Regions from separate parts of the Cricetulus griseus genome. Here region 2 is linked to region 1. A link is a contact called in public Hi-C data. All regions are on one chromosome and are shown on one strand. Each heading gives the region's core, a stretch centred on a gene start, on an enhancer-like site or on the middle of the called end of the contact. The rest is flanking DNA. Distances are from core to core; before and after follow the strand shown.

What was found. A called contact is a pair of places that touch in the nucleus more often than the background predicts.
Region 2: a contact with region 1 is called in a Hi-C map of liver, with 4 times the contacts expected there. The contact joins the promoter of Foxo3 here to the enhancer-like site in region 1. A contact is called at or near these places in 3 of 8 Hi-C or Micro-C datasets (the CHO-K1 cell line, fibroblasts and liver).

The regions. Positions count from the first base shown.
Region 1 is chr2:264,519,668-264,526,349 of CriGri-PICRH-1.0, forward strand. All of the region lies in intron 2 of Foxo3 (forkhead box protein O3), which reads right to left. Among named protein-coding and RNA genes, the nearest start is that of Foxo3, 89 kb to the right of the region's middle. Within about 2 kb of position 1,529, at least 1 of the 6 cell types and tissues checked has open chromatin away from gene starts, as enhancers often do.
Region 2 is chr2:264,610,930-264,618,007 of CriGri-PICRH-1.0, forward strand. Foxo3 (forkhead box protein O3) reads right to left here and starts at 1,505. Exons shown (of 3, transcript XM_035440366.1): 1 at 828-1,505. The coding sequence starts at 1,445. It overlaps LOC118238359 (a long non-coding RNA gene), which reads left to right and starts at 2,960. Exons shown (of 2, transcript XR_004768456.1): 1 at 2,960-3,469; 2 at 3,668-5,255.

The DNA of each region.
Region 1 (6,682 bases), core at 279-2,778:
GACACACTTCATCCCCCAAGAATAGAGGCTGAGTATGTGGCCTGCTTTGATGCTGGCTGGGGCTGGAACAACTTGGGAGAGATGCATCCAGAGTGCTCCTCGGCACCCAACATGTCATCATCTAGGTCAAGACTGGCCATGGGCCCTGAAACTAGGACACAAGCCTCACCATACTAGTCCAAAGCCACACCAGCAACAATGCACAGGCTGCCATGTCCCCAGTCACTCAGCAAAGGCCCAGCATCTTCTGGGAATGTCATCATTAAAAAGAAGCAGCAGCACTAATCACCTCTCCCCTTTCTGTAGAATGGCACGGGGCCTCTGTGACACTATGCACCAGAGTTCCCTCCAGGGTCTCAAGCAATGCCTCCAGGGGAGGCCTGTGCAGGAAGCTGCCTTGGTGTCTGTGGGCTTAGTCAACAGGGCCAGGGCCAGGGCCAGCACCGACACAGGGCACATTTCACAAAAACAAACAAACAAATAAATAAATTAAAAAAAACTCTCACTTCACTCCTCCTCTGGGAAGTCACCTCTTGCTTAGTTTTTTTTTTTTTTTTTTTTCTTTTCTGTGGTAGAAGGAACAGTGTAAAGGAACCAGACAAATACTGACGAGAAACACACTCATCCTAAAACGGAAGGCATTGAGGACTCAGGTGAACAAAGGCATCCTAAGGAGAACGGCCCTTTCACGCCGTAACAGCTTCTGCAGCTCACTGCTGGTACCTGTCCATCAAACAAGAACTGAAAAGGAAGGGGGCAAAGCAATAGGAGCAGCCACTAACTGGGGGTTCAATGATGCTTGCATTGGATTGGTGGGAGTTGGGTGGGTTTTACAGGAGCTCATGTTGATTTAGCTAGTTCTGAGGCTTGTGTATGTGTTGACGCCCCTGTAGCTTAAAAAAAGCCAGTCTTACTGGAAGCAGACAGCTGACAAACTTTACAGCCTTTACTCTGCAGTTACTAAGCAATATACCAATCAACAATATAAAAATGCTGCCCTGGTTTACCAGTAACTTGTATGGGGAGGAAGAAGAGGCCTCCTTTCTCCTCCCTAAGTTTGAAATCAGGCTGCTGAATCAAGGAAAATAAAGTGGTACATTCCAAAAATATCAGCTGAGAGGTAGTCCTTCTGTAATCCTGGCATCTATGGAGAAGACAGGGTTCTGCCTAATTATCGCCACCAAGCCACACCATGTTCTAAGAAAGGGAGATGCCTCCAAAATGACACCAACAGAACCACCCAATCAACTGGAATTTGTCATGGAGCATAAAGGTTCTGCTGCTGTCCTCCCACAGCTGACTCCACTGTGGAAAGCCTGCACCTGCCAGCAGTGTTTTTATCTTCTTGGCAGAGGAAAAAGGAGACCCCAGTAACTAAATACGATGTGGGATGAGGAGGAGAGTTGGATGAAACTCTCATGTCCACAAGTCCACGAAGGTTAGTTAGCGACTACTTCCTGGCTAGAAGTTTAACTGTCTGGAAGAAGTCTGCCAGGAAAGCAAAGTTAAAGTTTAGCACTACGACCTTCGTGCTTTGAAATACAGGAAACCTGCAACTCCAAGGTCAAGCTGGGGACCAAGTATGGAACACTCAGGACTAAGGAAGGGAACCTTTGGTTGACAGGCCTCTCATGGAGTTCAGAGAACAGCTGTGGGTTTCAGAGTTTCAATATGTTTGCTGGAGCACAAAGAAATGCCTGCCTGCACTACTCACCAGTGACCTGTCGCTCAACAAAGCCACCCTAGGCAAAACATTCTTGTGACTTTTAAAAAATGACTTGTTTTTATTTTATGTGCACTGGTGCTTTGCCTGCATGTGTGTCTGTTTGAGGGCACTGGAACTGGAGTTGTGGACAGTTTTGAGCTACTATGTGGGTACTGAGAATTGAACCTGGCTCTTAACCACTGAGGCATTTCTCCAGCCCATTTTTGTGAGTCTTAAGTGAGGCAGCCACATCTGATTTTTTTTTTTTTTTTGAGACAGGTTCTCATGTAGCCCAGGCTGGCCTTGGCCAGTCCAAATGCTACACCTTACTTTGAAACACCCCTGTGGAGTTCATCTCCAAAGGTAAACATTATTCTTCTTGCCCTCTAGGTTGGAAAAGGTGAGTGAGTCTAAAATTAGGTGGTGGTGTCAGTGTGCCTGTGCACACCCACAGCTGGGCCTATGGCTGGCTACAGTGGGACTGGGGAGGAGCCATCTGTATAAAAACCCATCTAGGCAAGTGCTGTCTAGGAGCCATGTTAGGCACGGGAGACTTCATGAGGAATAGGCAGGTAAGGAACTTCTAATCGTACTGGAAGGCAAGTTTCTATTTGGTGGCAAAGCCTCCCAGAAGGAAGCCTGGACCTTGTGTAACCAACCTGTCTGGAGGAATGAGATGTTCTAAAGAGAGGTTTGTGCTCTATGGAAAGAATGGACCCCAAGAAATTATGATCTCCCTGGAATCTCCGTAGAAGAGGAAATGGCTGAAGCCCTTGAGGTCCATCAAGAGAGGAGAAAATTTTACAACTAGCCAGACCTGGCAGGGGACACTTGGCAGTGGGCAGGAACCAGCAGAGCACCTCCAACTGTCTATTTGAACCCTACCACCACCGTCAGGATCCCTGAGGGCAACCCTGGGGAGTCTCCGGATCCTCTGTGCCTCTGCCCAATATGGCCACAGTGAATAAATCATCCCTTTCTGCCTTTTACTGCTGTCTCCTTTAGTTGGTTGTTGAGGTTGTGGCCCCTCCAGTCTGGTACCAAGAGCTCTTCCTACCAGGTGAGTAAACATGGAAGAGACAACACTGGGGGTAATGTGGAAAGGCACCAACCTACACACATTACTTAAAAACAAAAAGCTCAGCTTACAGAAAAACAGGTGAGACCTGTGCCATGCTGGGCTGGGCTGTGGTGTGCTCTGTCTCAGGAGCATGCTGTGGCTTTTCAGGTGTCAGGGAAAGCCTCCAAGGCCTGGCTGAGAAGGCTAGAGACAGCACCCTCAAGAGCCTGTTGCTTCCAGGACGAATTGTCGCCTAGATTTGTCTGTCTGCCCTCTCAGTCAGCCTTTGTGCTGTGCTGACAAAATGCAGGGAAACCAAGGGAAGGAACAATCTTCAACCTTCACAGCCGAGGACAAGAGTGGTGGCTGGATACAATCTGTCTCTGCCTTGAAGGCAGGGGACAAACCCCATGCAGCTTGCTCTCCTGTATATGCTCTTCAGTCTTAGATGCTTCTGACTCATAGAATATGCAAAGTTTGGGATTCTATTCTTTCAAAAAAGCCACCTTTGCCAAGTGTGGTGACCCATGCCTTTAACCCCAGTACTGGGGAGGCAGTGAAATGCATATCACGGTCAGTTCAAAGCCAGCCTGGTCTACATAGCAAGTTATAGGCCAGCCAGGGCTACATAGTGAGATACGGTCTCAAAAAACAAAACAAACAAACAAAACATATCAACCAACCAAAACCCCAAACCAAACCAACCAACCAAAAACGAACCACTTTTGTGGGGTGGGCGTGTGGGGTTTAAGATCCTCTTCTGATTGTGGTTAATTGTCCTCAACTATAACACCCAAAAGTTGAACTGGCAACGACCTGTGGGATAAAGTGCCACCATCTTCCACATACTGCACTAAAGTGTGCTGAGCATAAACCACACACTCACCTGCGAGTCACCTCAGGGACACTTTGCCCAGTCTGCTCTCCTCCTGCGCAGGTGAATCACCAGGCAGCCCTTCACTCCACCTTCCCCAGATGCTCCCTGTTTCACTGACGCACCTTGCATCTGGCACTCAAGCACTTAGTGTCCACACTCTGAGCTCCTGATACACTGAATTCCTTGAAAGCAGGACAGAGTCCTGATGATGATTCAAGCACCATGGATGGCCTGCTATTTTAAGAACAGCATCGTAAACACAGTATTTTGCCCTCAAGCAGCATAAACTCCTGTGAGTGAAATAAATTGTCCCGATGTCCCAAGTAGCTTGGAAAGCTTACAGGGAAAAAAAAAAAGTTCACAATAGACCTTAGCTGAGTATGTTGGAGTGGCCCTTACTTCCTGCCTATCCCAGCACCCAGTGTCCTGTGACTGCTGTTGCTTCGGGGACCTCTTCACATGCGCTAAGAGTGAAGCTCACTGGCATGCAGGCAGAACCTCCTGCTTGTGGAACAGAACCTAAGAACTGTAATGCTTCCTGGAGAGGAGGCTTTTCAAATAAGTTTCTAAAATTTCTGTTTCTTGTGAGATGAAATTGAATACAAGGCACATTTTAACATTCAATGGATTCACAAACTATGTAATAATTAGCCTTCCTTTGTGTCTGTACACCCCACCATATAAAGCCCTCAAATTCCAGTTCCAGGACTTCTGACAGGCTCACAGAGACATACATGCAGGCAAATACCAATGTACATAAAATAAAAATAATTACAAAAAGAGTCTTGCTATCCTGTCTCAAGCTGGTATCACAATGAAGTGATCCACCAGTTACAGAAGGGAACAGGAGCCTTGGAGAAATGCTTACAGACATAAGCCATGACCAAGTCCTGTTTACCTTCCCCAGGTGTGAGCCTGGGTGAGGAATTATGGCAGTATGCAGGCTGGGGATGTTTTAGATCTCCTGTGGGTGGGTAGAGTATAGACACCACCCACCTGAGGGTCCAGTCGCCAGGCATAGAAGACAGCATTCACCAAAGAACTTGAATTTTCCTATTTCAGACATAGGCAACAACACTAGCAACAACAACTAATCAGTTCTTCAGAATCCACAAAGAGTTCAAACTATACATCCACCTGTAAGGTCCAACCAGGATTTGCAGGAGACACAGATGGTAGCCAAGAACCAACAGAGGAAAAGAACCAAGAGGGAGCAAAAAGGAGGGAGGTGATGTCAAGTCTGAAGGAGATAAAGGGTCTCCTTACAGGTTGGTAGCCTTGTCAGATGTGCTGATTCCAGTAGAGACAAGTCTTGTGCTCATATGGGCCTCCTATCTCAGTGCAGCCATTGTCCACCTGCACCACACAGGGCAGCCTGAAGGGGACTCAGCTGCCTCTGGCAAGGTGTGTTTTGGCTGAGGCATTCAGTGGCAGCCAGCATTTTAGCTCCACCTTCTAATATTTTTTGGTTATTTATAACTTCGTCTGTATGGCTTTCTGATCATTTTCTGAATATACAAATGACCAACAGATGTTCCAGTGAGCCATTGGGCCATGTTTACAATTGGAGGACCAAGAGCAAGAGTTAAGATTTTGACTTTGAACCTGAGTCTAAGAATGCCTCTGGCCAGAGTCTCCGTGGCTATTAAGGATGCAATTCAGCCATTTCACAGGGATATAAATATTTAGGTGAAAAAAGAAAGAAAATGATGTATGGCCTGGACTGCTTTCATCAGAGAGGAAGAGGGTGAAAAACTAGCACAGAAGAAAAAGGGAGGAGAGAAAGAGAGGACACAGTGGCACACAAACCTTCAATTAAATCAAGACTGACAATTAGAGCCTGTCCTCTAGAAACACTAGAATTACCCTGAGACTTCTCATCTTTCAACAAATGAACATCATGGGCTTAAAGGTCACTAAACAAATAGAAAATCTAGCATTACAGACTAAGGTCCACATCTCTTGCTGGGGGAGAAGGAAACAAAAGCAGACCAGACAGATCCTTGCAGCCCAGATCCCTGAGTCCTGGAGCAGTGCTTCCAGTCTGGCCTGCTGTTCAGCACTAGGGCAGCCTAGGAGACAACCTTGCCTCTCAGATGGTCACCCAGCAAGACTTGCAGCTTACAGTCCAGGGATTGATTTTCTGACCTCCAAACTGTGCTGGGCCTAACTGGTAACCTCCAGCTTTTAGAAGCCAGACCACTGTGAGCCATCTGCCCATCTTCATTATTTCTTCATTTCCATTAAAGCAGCTGGAGGTACCTCTACATCTTTAAGTGGTCTGAGATGCCGGGCATCTCAGGGATGGTGAACATGGGAGATCCAGGTTCCTTACAAGCAATGGAATAGCTCAGATGGAGGCTCTGGCTTCTCAACAAAGGCAGGCAAGGCAGTAGCCTGGTTCTTGCTCCACTGCAGAGCAACAGAGGCCTCAGGAAAGGCAGGCCCCTTGGGTCCTCCTTTGGAGATGCTAATGGAACACTTTGGTAAGGCCTGGAACCTCTCCAGTCCATCTGTGGCACAAGTTCCCTTTGAAAGTGGAAAAATGGCAGCCTCTCTAATGCGTGTCACCAAAGTGACAAGCAGGCTTTGAAGGCATAGCTCCAGAAAGCAAAGGTTTTCAACAAACGGGCACAAAGAGAAACCTAAACTAGCATTAGTTGTCAAGGAAAGCAGCTGCGTTTGCCAACAGTGTAAGACTGACTCGGTTGCTTCCTATAGTCTATGTGAGAAATTACAGGATCATTTAAAATCACAATAAGCATCAAATAACTTCTTTAAAAAGTGACAAAACACTCACAGTATCCCACGTAATAGTTCTTATCAAAGCTAGCCCTGTACAGGAAGCATAAAAGTTTGCCCCACTGTCTAAGTAAGCCTGGCGAGACTGGGTGCCACATAGCCATGAAAACTTCAGGCCACCTGAGAGAGCTGCAGAGAGGTGTTTTAATTCACAGGTCCCCCTCAGAGCAGAGCCCAGGGGCAATGCGCTGAAGTAGGTGTTCATGTCCAAGCCGAGCAACTGGCCTGAGAAATCAAG
Region 2 (7,078 bases), core at 255-2,754, 91 kb after region 1:
AGGAACAGAAGTCTCTCTCCAGCTCATTTATAGGTAGAAGCCATTATTGCCCAACCCTGCCCTCCCTCCCACATGGGTAAAGCTCAGACCCGAGTCGCCAACACATGACATGGGCCTCAAACACTGCCTGCACCAGCATCGGCCTCCACAGGAGCAGCGGGTGTAGCCAGTACACTTTTGGATGACAAACCTAGCCTGTTCCAAACCCCAGAGCTTTTCTGAGGCTACCTGCTGGCAGGCTTGCTGGAGTGACATCTCTAAAGAATAAAGGTGTGTAAGCAGGTAAGGCATGAGAGCCGGCCAGGAAAGTCTGCAACCATTGCTTTTTCTAATGGGATCTATTTGCCTGTTGTTGGTGTCGACACCCACAGGCACAAGTTGAACCCAAGGATCCACATTCAGTTTGCTAGTATCATGCTCCTGCCACTGACTTGAATGCAGTCCCAAACACTTCCCACACACACACCCTTCCCTCCACCCACACTGTCCTCGCTGCATCCCACTTCCACTCCCTCTATTTCAAAGTTAGCCGAGAACCTACCTCGCCACCACAGGTGGGGTAATCCAGCAAATACAAATGTCCCCATTCTTACCTCGTTAGTGTCCCTTGCTTACAGCCTCCTCACTTAGGCATGCCCAAGGCATGCTAGGGATCCTCCTTTTCCCACTCTGAGGACAATCCCAGGCTTTCCTCCACCAGGGGTGAAAAGAACCACCCTTCACCCCCAAGCCTCACAACAGAGGTTCTAACCCTTCTCGGGGCGGGCAAGAACTCGCTTGAATACGTGCCTGGCAGGTCCAGCCACCAGCCCCTGGTAGGTACCCACCTTCCAGCCTGCAGAACTGTTGCTGTCGCCCTTATCCTTGAAGTAGGGCACACAGCGCACCATCCACTCGTAGATCTGGGACAAAGTGAGCCGTTTGTCCGGGGAGCTCTCGATGGCACGGGTGATCAGGTCGGCGTAGGACAGGTTCCCCCAGGCATTCCGCCGCGAGGAGCATTTCCTCGGCTGCCCAGAGCCCCCAGCCGCCCCCGGCTGCTGCGGCGCCAGTGGCTGCTGAGGCTGCAGCGGCGTTTGCGGGCCCCCGCTCAGGGCGCCTGTGGCGGACGCTGGCCCGGAACCGAGGTCTTGCCCTCCGGGAGCCAGCAGCCTGGCCGAGTCCTCGAGGAGTAACCCAGAGCCCAGCGTGCTGCTCAAGCCGCCACCGATCACCATGGCCGAGCTGGCTCGGCCGCCACCGTCCTCGTCGTCTTCATCGTCGTCCTCCTCGGGGATCATGGAGTCCGCGGCCGTCTCCCCCGAGGGCTTGGCCGGGCTCGCCTGCAGCTCCGGCCTCTGCAGGGGCCACGTACAGGAGCGCGGCCGACTCTGGGGCTCAAACTCTGGGTCCAGCTCCACTTCCAACGGAGAGAGCGGGACGGGGGAGGCCGGTGCCTCTGCCATCTTCACCGCCTGCCCGCCGCCCGCGGCTCGGGCCCTCTTGCTCTCCTCTCGTGCCCAGGCTGGGTGCGGCGGGAGAAGACCGGGACGCCGCGGAGGCTCGGGCTGCCTAGGGAAGCGCCAAGAGAGAGTTGGTTATCCCGTGCGTGCGGGAGCCCAGTCCTCCGAGATTCCTCGCCCGCCGCCGCCGCCGCCTCCTCCTGGAACGGGCGGACCTGGGGACGTGCGTCCCGCGAACCTGGCGCAGCAGACGCCGCCCCCTGGCCGGGCCGCCGGGGAGACGAGAGCGAATCGACGGCCGCGCGCGGGCAGCCCCCTCCCCCGCTGCCGTCGCCAGATCCGCAGGTCTCTCCCGGGCTAGGTGGCGGGGCGGAGGAAGGGGGCGGGGGGAGGGAGGGAGGGAGGGAGGGAGGGAGGGAGGGGCGGGGAGGGGCGCCCGGCCTGTAAGTGGGCAGCCGCCAGACCCCAGCAGCACAGCCGCGGTCAGAGGGAGGGCGTGCGTGCGTTTGTTTATGTTTCGCTCCGGCCCGCTCCAGTGCCTCCCGCCGAAGCGCAGCCCAAGTCAGTGGAGTCCTGGGCTCTTCTCCCTTCCAGGGCCCTGCGACTCCCCCCGCCCCCCACTTCCCAGCACACCCCTCCCAGACGGGTGGCCCGAGCCTAGGGCTGGCGCAGGCAGGCAACTCCCGTCTCTTCCTCTCCCCCCGAGGACCAACCGGGCGAGCGTGGGGGGTCTGGGCACAGACTGGCCAGGGTCACTTCCAACAAGGGAGAGCGGGCCGACCCCGCAGGAGCGGCCACCAAGAGGATCCGAGGTGTATTTTCTTAGGGACGTGGGGCCCTCCGCCCCCTTCCCGGCCAGAAACGAGAGGGAGGAAGCAAGTGGGAACATAAATCTTCCAACAGGTCGGGAAGCGCCAAATCTCTCGGGCTGCCAGAAAACCCGGACCAGCACGTTCACCACCTCCTTGCTCCCGCTGCTGCCATCTTGACAGTTCCCCCTTCCCTCAAGTCCTTTAAAGACCCGAGCGGGAGAGAAGGGGGGGAGTACACCGAGTCACGGGGAGGGAAAGGGAAGCGCCTGGCCCAGCTCGGAAACAGATCCGGAGTCACTGGAAGGCAGGCGGCCGCCCTACTGCACAGCTCCGGCGCCTACCTCGGCTCCTTCCCTCCCTTCAGGGACGAGGCGGGAGGACGCACGATTCCGTGAGAGCCCTGGGCACCGCGACGGGGGGACGCTCGGGCCGCCGCCGCAGCCCGCCCGAGGAACCTCCTGTCAGCCTGCGCGCCGCCGCCTTCCACATTCCTCCTCCTCCCTTCCACGAGCAGGGCGGCCGCGGCAGCAGCACAAAGTTATAGACACACGCAGGGAGCCTCAACCTAAGCTGACGGCGGGGCGGGTCCCCGCCCAGGGGGAGGGCTGGGCGGCGGGTGGGGCCGGGAGTGCTGCCGTGCGTGCGTGTGGGAGTGCGCGCGTGTGCTCGGTCGCGCCTGCGCGGGGCTGCGGGCGTGGGGGACGGGCGGGCGGACGGGCGCGCGCCGCGGGACGGGACTCGGCCGGCTCCGGCAGCCTGCCGTCCTTGGCTCTTTCTCGCTCCCAGAACTTCAGCGGCCACACAGCCCCGCGCTGGCCCGGGACGCGGGAGGAGCGCCCCGCGGTGCGCAGTCGCGTGCCCTCTCCGCTCCAGGGCCAGCATTTGGCTCGCGGGTCTCTGGCCTGCGCGCCGTAGCGCCGGGTTCGGAGCCCGCCCTAGTATCTGGTTCCTCGTTAGAACCTGACACCCGCTAGCAGAGATAGACTCTAAGCGCTCGTGGAAACACCGCCAGCGGAGATCGCGGCGCCTGGCGACGGGCACCGGGAGGTGTGAACTGACTCTCACCTGAGACGCCCAACCACCGCCCTGCTTCGCTTTTCACGGATTTCAAAGCAAACCGGGAAAAGTGTGACTCGGGAAGAAAAGTGACTTGCGCCCCCGGTCCAAAAGGCAGGAGCGGATACCGAGCTGGAAGCGGGCAACAGTTTTACTACGGTAAAGCAGCTGACTAGGTGCCTGATTTTTTTTTTTTTAAGTCTTTAGGCTTCAACTAGCACCTTCACAAGCCCTTATCCTAGTGTGTGCTAACCCTAGACCCGTGCGTGTGTGCTTTCCTGCCCCACATGCGACATGCATACCAAAAGTCTGCCCATTCTGATTCATGTGTGTCTTGTCAAAACAAAATCCTCCCAGGCGCTGCAGATAAAAGGGCTCCACAATAACCAAGTACACAAAAACGAGCAGCTGAGAAGCGCCGGCAAAGGCCGCCTACCCTGGAACTCCGGCCTCCGGGCTTTGCGCGCCGCCTGTCACTCAAGTGACGTGCGGGCCCGCCCCTGCACCAAGCTAGTTCGACGCGTACAAACAGATGATGTCATTGTCTCTACACGCGCGTGACCCCGGAGCCCTGCGCCGCGTCGCCATTCGCTGCGCCGCTTCCTCGTCAAGCCAAGCCGCGCGCTGACTGGCCGCCGCCGCAAGTCTCTAGGCCCCGGACGCCCCTCTCTACCCCTCGCCCCCGCCCCCAGCAAATAATAAACAATCGAGTAAAATTGGAAGGACAGAGGGGCGGGAGGAGTCGGGGAGCGAAGGCGCTCCGGGAGCCAGCCTTCGGCGCGCGCAGACGGCGGGAGGACTAGAGGGGGGAATCGTGCCGGGAGGAGGGTGTGGAGGAGGAGGAGCGGACCTGGGCCGCACGCTCCGGCAGGACAAGAAACTTGCAGAACCTCGGCGAGCAGAGCCTGCCGGTACGGCGGGCGCTAGGGCCTCAGGTCCCCGGGAGGGGCGGGGTCTGGGGGTGGGCGGGGCCTAGCTGCGCAGAAGCCCGCAGGCGGAGCCGAGTGACACGTGCGGGAGGAGGGGGCGCGCTGCTGGGGCTCGCCCGGGACGCGCGGCCCCGGCGGCTCGCGCGCTTGTTTACCAGCACACGTGCGTGTTATTTTTGAAATGGAATGTGGGACTGGCGGCGCGGCTGGCGCGTGGGGCCGCCCGCGTCGGCGGAGGGACGCGGTGAGCTGAGGCCCGCGCGCTGCGGCCTCCGCGAGTGCAGCTTAGCCAGGCAGCCCGCTGGCCGGCCGGCGTGCTCTTCCCGCATAGCCAGAGGCTCGGGCTGGCGAGGTTCGCGCGCTACCCCGGCCGCTGCGGAGACGGCAGGCGCCAGCCGAGAAACGCTGCCGCCCTAGCGTGCAGTTCCGGCTCCTGCCTTCACGAGAACAAAGCCGCAGTCTTAGGAACACACTGGTGCACACACCTGGACCACGAGGTGAACTCAACACCCTGCGTGGTCTGTGCCCTTGCTCCAAGGAACCCGTCTTTAAGTGCGGATTTTCGGCAGTGCGTGGCTCGGCTCACGTACAAATAAATGCATTTCCGTCACCTCGGCTTGACTTTGGAAAGGGAAGCTGAAAAGGGAAATTCTGCCTTCTAGGTTTGCTAGCCACCTTAGGATCCGCCCCTGTCTGCTCCACTAAGAAACCCCGAACTTGATTTTAATTTACAGCCTGGCATTGTAGATAAGAATGTGGAATCTCAAATTCAGCTTCTAGTGCCGGTGCTCCAAATGGGGGTGGGAGTTTGTGGAGAGGTTAAGGTTTATTACCCAGAGCCTGGGTTTGTTCCCAGGTCCAGAACAGCTTTGTAGTGTGCAACGCAAACTCCAAAGAGTTCACTTACTGTTTTAAAAAAAAAAATCCTATGAAAGAAATCGATGCTTCTGTAAATCTAAGCAGTCGGTCCCATTAGAGTGCAGACCTGCAAAAGTAAAAAGAATGTGTTAACAGTGGCTGGGCTCTGAGCCATTAGATTTCCTCTATAAACATGTTGAGTGTTCATATAGAGTGCATATCCTAAGGGCATCCAAAAATCGGGGACATTATATAAGATGGATTCATTGAGAGCATTCTAACCGGGAGAGTAGGGAATGGGGGCCAGGCACACGATGCCATTTGTCTCAAAGAGTTAGAGTCTTAATTGGTGCCATAAGAGATGTTTAAAAATTAAATTCAAGAGTTTGAAATCAGCACAAGGCAAATCAAGGACATGCATGTAGTGTTGGGTGTCAGATGTGCCGTGGTTCAGCCAGAGAAGTTTATCCCTATCGCTGTGGGAAAAACTTTGACAACACATCGAACCTCAGACTGTTCCCTTGCCTTGCCTTTTATAGTTGGAATTTTCTTTGGGCCTTCAGCTAGCTCCCAATTAAAGACACAGAGACTTCCTATCCATTATAAATGCTCAGCCTTAGTTTAGGCTTGTTCCCCTAGCTCTTTTAATCTTAATTTAACGTTTTGCCTTGAGGCTTTTGACCTTTCTTTCATTCTGTGTCCCACTTTCCTGCTTCCCCAGTGGCTGGCCGGCCCCTGGTGTCTCTTTTTCTCTCTTCAAGCCTAAATTCTTCTTCTTACTCTCCCTGCTCAGAAGTTCTGCCTGTACCCCCTCCGACACTAATGGCTGTTCAGCTTTTTATTAGACCAATCAGGTGCATTAGGCAGGCAAGGTAAAACAGTAACATGTTTACATAATTAAACAAATGCATCTTTGCATAGTTGAATATTCCACAACAGCTTTCCCTTCATCTGCCCTTTGCAGACCTCCTGTCTATCTTCATTTCCTCCCATGGCCTTGGTTTCTGTCTAAACCTTATTATTTTAGGAAGCTGAGGAGGCATGGTGAGTGTTGAGAGCAGTTGAATGTCTGGGTTATCTTTAAGTTAGACACCATCTGTTTTTACTTTTAAAACAGGGTCTCTTGTAGTCCAGGCTGGCCTTGAACACACTGTGTAGCTAAGATTGGCCTTGAACGTCTGATCTTTGTAACTCCTGAGTAGTGATTACAGATATGTGCTGACATACCCACCTCTTATTTATTTCTGTGAATAACTTAAGGTGGCAATTATCCGCTCTCCTGTAACTTCAGCTACTAGAAGAACATTTTAAACTTAACCCAAGAAAGGTGAATAAAAGCATTTGAACACCTAGCTATTAGGGGGCTGGGAATAGGTGCAGGCTCAGCTTCCTCGGGGATCACTGTTGTACACCTAGCAGAGTCCTCCCCATAGGCAGGCCATGGTGCTCCTCTAACCCCCGAGCCCAGATCCCTGGTGCTAAGCACAATGCACACAAGAAAGAGCTTACTTTTGTTCTGTGTTGGCTTCTATGTTATCTTAACAAATATGTGACCCAACTAAAAAGGAGAGAGTCCCCAACATTTGGATGTGTGACTGCTCCCCAGCCCTGTCCCTTCCTCTGTTTTCTGAGCAAACCTGTCATAGTGAAATATCTTTGTTGAACATCATGGACCAAAGCACATAGTGGTTGTCCTGTGGGTGTCATTCCAGGCAGTCTTTGCCATCACTTGCTCTCTGAGAGAACCTACACTTCCTACCCTCTTGCTTCCCATTTGCTGCCACAGGCATGACTTGATGGCAGGCCTGGAAAGTCTTCCCAGCTTGTAACAGTGACTGCCTGTAGTTCATCTGGAGGGCAAATATGCATAGAAGAGGGTCAGAGAGCCAGGACACCAACAGTGAATGATTCCCTCGGATAAAATTGGGAGGATGAGAGTGACAATATGAGCAAAGAGGCGAATGCCTTAATGGGAAAACCC